2 separate regions of the Sus scrofa genome follow, and region 2 is linked to region 1. Evidence: chromatin contacts called from public promoter capture Hi-C data. All regions are on one chromosome and are shown on one strand. Each heading gives the region's core, a stretch centred on a gene start, on an enhancer-like site or on the middle of the called end of the contact. The rest is flanking DNA. Distances are from core to core; before and after follow the strand shown.

Region 1 (2,589 bases), core at 54-2,553:
AACAAAACAAATCCCACAGTGTTCTAGTTTCCTATTTCAACACTTCTTGTACACCTAACTTGCATTTCTATAAATACATCAGAGAACTTGTACATAGAACCTGTAAAAATCCATGATAAATAATGCTTTTCCCAACACTGAATAATTTGCCTTAGAAACTCACTTTTACAGAGACTATGTTTAGCCTACACTCTGTGTAATTTCTTGACCTCCAAGACACCTGGTGTGGTTACTTCTTCTCTCTTGCATCTATGCATATCACAATCCCCTTGTGATTAAGGATATAAATAAGGATAAGGCAAATTTCCTCTATCAAACAAACCACTATGGCTGCAGATGGTGGTGTGCAGATGCTAAATCCCAAGGTGACCCACGGGAATTTAAGAAGTTGAGCTCAGGGAAGCCAAGAATGTGTAGAGATGTTAGGAATGTTTGGCTTAGGTTAGCGATCATGAGAGATTGTGGAATGTCAACCAAAGTTCTGAAAGAGGCAAATATCACAAGCAAACCTTCTGGCCCCCTTGTGTTAATGACTTTAGTCACTAATTATTATAAAAACTAACTTTTTAACTATGTTCTGGGCATTATTCTAATGGCATTTCATGTATTAACCCCTTTGATCCTCACAACACCACATACATAGTGGTAGGATTCCCATTTCACAGAATAAACTAAAGCAGGGAGACCTTCAGTAATTTCTAGTGTCACAGCATATAAACGGAGCCTGGTTTCAAATCCAGATTGATTGGCATCAGAGTCCATGGTTCTAATCATGTATGTATTCATTCAACGACTTTTTGAATGCCTATCATGTGCCAAGTATTATTATTGCGGGGACTGGAAATTCAGCAGTAAGTGAAACAGATGAAAACCCCCTGCTGTGTAGAAGTTATATAACTGCTCCTCACAGGTGCCTGCAGGTCACCTTGGTGGTAAGGGTGGACAGAGTAAAGATGGGTTAACATTGCAATAATGAGGCAGAGTGCTTAGTAAAAGTATCCTTCTTCCAGTTGGGCTCCCTTGATGGCAGAGGAAATTCACAAAGAAATTCTAACTCACTGCAGGGGGTGGGGGAGGAGGGTAACCCATGGGCTTGGCTCTTATTCAGCTCTTACTAAGATTCATTTCCTCTTAGAGTACTGCCAATTCACTTTCCAGTTTCAATTTCTCTTTCCTAAAGCCTGTTTAGGCAAAGAAATCAGGTGCTGCTTCCATATATAGGTCTCTTTAATATTTACTTGGGACAGAGGAGGATTTCTGAAGAGCACAGTAGCTGGAACTGCAGCCTTTCAGAACAGCTGAGATGTGCACAGCAATCATGAGGTAAGACTCTCCTCTGATTGTGCTGAAAATGTCTAATCAAGATTGTCGGGGAAAGCAAGACCTAAATAGTCATGTACCTAAAAGGCAAGTTTCTGAATTGTTCTGCTTTAGTGTTTATTTGTAGCCTTACAATGCATCTATCTCTGTAGGTGGTTTATTTGTCTTTTTGTTGGCTTGTTTACTCCTAAGTTATGTCCTGCCTCACACAGTCAAGCTTCCTACCGAGACATCTCTCACCAGGAAGCTGAGCACGGAGGTCGTCAGAGAAGAGTGAGACAGGAAAGCAGAGAGCAGAGAGATGTTTTATCAGGCAGGTGCTTTATTTAAAAATGGGACTGGGGGAATTGCTCCTGTAGACTGTCTCTCCTTTGTTTCTTATTTGAAAGGAGTAAGTGAGGGGCTTTTTAACAACATTATTACTCAATAAAGGATCTCTTTTTAGCAAGTACTGTTAAAAGTGTACTCAGGATAGCAACCTCACCTCATGCTAAGGTGGGTTTTACTTTTAATGTGTTCATTCATCGCAGATTTGCATTAGGGTGATAAAATAACAGAAATATATTTCACCCCAAAATTCTACTCTTATCTTAAATATGAATTGGAGATGGAGGGCTTGGAGAAAATAATCCCCGCCTCTCATATCCCAGAAATAGAAGGTTTCCATGAGGAGGAAGTGTTAGCTCATTGAGTGAGAAGGGAGCTTTCTATTATCTTTTCTCCAGCTAAAGGGTATAGTGGTGAGCCTGGATGCCTAAGCCTCAGTCCTGGGAGCTCCAGAATCCAGGGGTACCAGCCTCACTACTTACTTCCTAGAGGAAGTATGATTATTTTTTCTGCCAGTCTGCACATCTGCCTGATAGGAAAAAAATAATAATAATTTGAGATATTTTCAGATGTCTGTTTCTATGGTAACTTAGAATCTTTAGGAAGCTTGTTCCTGTGTGTTAGAATTTTAGCAAGGCCTTCTCTTAGAATCTTTCCCACAATAATACAGACCCATCCAGTCCTTCTCATTTTCTCTTATTCTTTAGCTATAGGGATTGTCATCAGGTGTTGCCCTTGTGCTCAAAGACAGCGGTTTTCAAGTTTGAACACACATACAATCTACCCGGAGAGCTTGTTAAAGATAGATACTTGGGCTCAAATACCACTCCCCAGACCCCAAGATTCAGATATGGTATTCCTGGCTTGATATCAAAGGACATGCATTTCTACCAGGCTCCCCAGTAGTGCTGGTACTGTTCTAAGACCCTGTGGCAGGAGCAT
Region 2 (2,589 bases), core at 43-2,542, 180 kb after region 1:
AGATCTCGCATTTACCTCTCTTGCAAACACATCTATCAGAAGTCTTTCTCCCCCAGTTTTTATCATGCTGTTATGTTCTTTTCGATTACTCAAAAGCGGGGGGGAACCATGTTATGAGCAATAGATTAGAAAAGAAATTATTCGTGTTTAATGGGCCAACTTAATAAGCAACTGAATTGCAAACTGAACCACAGTGCGTGTCTCTCCATTTCTATCATCAGACAAACCCAGCACAAACAAATTAACCAGGATTTTTGAGTGTCTAGCCTATGCACAGTACAAGAGTATTTTAAGACAGTTTCTGTCTTCAAGGAATTTACAGTCTAATTGAAGTATAAGTAGCCATGCAAATGAGAGAAGTTGAAGAACAATACAAGATTTCAAAAACACCTTCACCACATTACATTTCAGAAGAGAGTGCGGAGTTCCAATCATGGTGCAGTGGAAACGAATCCGGACTAGGAACCATGAGGTTGAGGGTTCGATCCCTGGCCTTGCTCAGTGGGTTAAGGATCTGGGGTTGCCGTGAGCTATAGTGTAGGTCGCAGATGAGGCTCGGATCTGGTGTTGCTGTGGCACTGGCGTAGGCCAGCAGCAATGGCTCCAATTAGACCCCTAGCGTGGGAACCTGCAGGGTGCAGCCCTGAAGAGAACAAAACAACAAAAAAAATTATATCCAAAAAGAAAGAGTGCAAGATCATTTTGATAAAGGAAGTCAACAGTTGGTAGAATTCAGAGGAAAAGCTAAATGCTTTGGACAGAATTGCCTAGGTGAGGATTGACTTTAGAGGTAGGGCTGGAACTCCTCGGAGCATTTCAGTAAGGAGATAGGAAGGCTCTCATAGGAGGTGAAACTGCAGGTTAATAATATTGGTGGTGGAAAAGTGCAGGGTGTATTTGGCAGTGAGTAAATAAGTCGTTTTGACGAGAACAGGGAAAATCAATAGGACAAAGTGACTGATTAGATATGGAGTGAAAGAGACATGAGAAGCATGTGTGTCTCCAGCCAGGAGGACAGTGATCATTAACAGAGAGAGGAGTTAAGAGGTAGCAGTTGGTGAACTATTCAATATATGATACATGGAGCTTCAGATGGGAGTGAAATACCCAGCAGACTGTTGGAAATTTAGGTCAAGGGCCAAGAGAACAGGTCAGAGTGAGAGATAAGACTTGGAAATCTTCAATGCAAGAGGGCAGAGATGAAACCGGAGCAGAAGGGCAAGGCTTGGACCTTGGGGAATGCCCGAAATGTCTAGTAGGGGAGATAAGATAGAGGCACAGCTGACTGCTAAGTGGGATGCAGCGAGTGCTACATGAGTCACAGAAGGGTGAGAGCCATTCAGAGACAGGAGAGGGGTTACACTAGCAGAGCGGAAACATTCTCCTTCAAGAGAGGAATGAGTGATAATGAGCAGGACCTTCTCACAGCAGGACCAGACGGCTGCTTTAAGTCATTTGAAGCGATGCGTGATTCTGGTGGACAGCTCACCTGCTAACATCAGAAACACAGTGGAGACTGATTAAACTTCATTTGGGAAAAAAGAAAAAAAAATCAGCCAGCTTTGTTTGGGGCTGAATTACCCTTTTTGACTCTCTGTGTTGATCTTCTTAATGGATTAATTAGCAAGTTGCAGCTTCACCTCTACTCATTTTGATAAATTCGGGAAGTGCGAATTGAAGAAAAATTTTGATGAGGATAAAGCCAATCCAAATAAATAAGGCATCAAAGTAAATGAACAGTGGCCAAATCCCTTTTTAATTTCTATGCTAATGTGTACCTTAAGTGTTACACAAATTAGCACATACTGGGTACTACGGTATCTGTTTCTTCCAGCAGAGACACACATTTATACATTCATATTAATTAGTTGTCATGGTTGTAGATGATGCCATGATAACATCATTGAGTTAAGGAAGTCCACATCATCCCAACTGCTGGAAGAACCACTCAGAGGTTCTAGCAATATCAATAATAGCCATTGGTTTAATTTTACTTTAGTAGAGTGTGAAAAATAGAAAAGCACAAAGTGAAAAATCAAAAAAGGCTACCTTGGTTTTCACAAGTTTATAAAAAGGGAGCCCTAAGTCTGCCAGCAAACCGCCTGCCAGATGCTTTAGAGTGTTTCTGACCAATCTGAAGGTCAGTTGAAAGCAGTGGCTCTTGTAACCAGACACATCCACATTAACTTTCTAGTCTATATCTGCTCCAAGTGCTCTGCTCCAGCAACACTACACAGAGGAACCAGTATGTCAACAAGCTGGTTAACATAGGCTCAACACCCTAAAATTTAAGAATCATGAACTATGTATTCTAAGGAGACCCAAGAGCAGTTGGAAAGGGAAAGGCGCCCGGGTAAACAGGACCCAGCCCTCCACTTTTTCCTTTTCTCCCTAAGTAGAACAGTTCTACTTTATGGTTTTATTGTATTGGGCTTCCAGTCCATTCCATTCATCAAGCCAGAAATCTTTCATCCCTTACCTCCCACATCAGTACCTCTTCAGATCTTACTAATTATCTCATCAAAATATACCTCAAAATCTGCCTCACTTTTTTTCCACCTGCACTGCCAACACCCTCATCCAGCCTGC

Evidence for each region. Promoter capture Hi-C pulls out the DNA fragments that hold promoters and counts their contacts.
Region 2: a contact with region 1 is called in a promoter capture Hi-C map of fetal liver, with 2.6 times the contacts expected there. The contact joins the enhancer-like site here to the promoter of IFIT2 in region 1. A contact is called at or near these places in 2 of 5 promoter capture datasets (fetal liver and liver), 5 of 47 Hi-C or Micro-C datasets (alveolar macrophages, embryonic fibroblasts, epiblast stem cells and 2 more) and 1 of 2 datasets of contacts at active chromatin or transcription factors (skeletal muscle).

What each region holds. Positions count from the first base shown.
Region 1 is chr14:101,192,295-101,194,883 of Sscrofa11.1, forward strand. It overlaps IFIT2 (interferon induced protein with tetratricopeptide repeats 2), which reads left to right and starts at 1,304. Exons shown (of 2, transcript NM_001315658.1): 1 at 1,304-1,323. The coding sequence starts at 1,304. It also overlaps a transcript of LIPA not described here.
Region 2 is chr14:101,374,124-101,376,712 of Sscrofa11.1, forward strand. All of the region lies in intron 2 of LOC110256785 (a long non-coding RNA gene), which reads left to right. Among named protein-coding and RNA genes, the nearest start is that of SLC16A12, 7.1 kb to the left of the region's middle. Within about 2 kb of position 1,293, at least 9 of the 83 cell types and tissues checked have an H3K27ac peak or open chromatin away from gene starts, as enhancers often do. A contact at or near this core is called in fetal liver and liver, where this site is marked.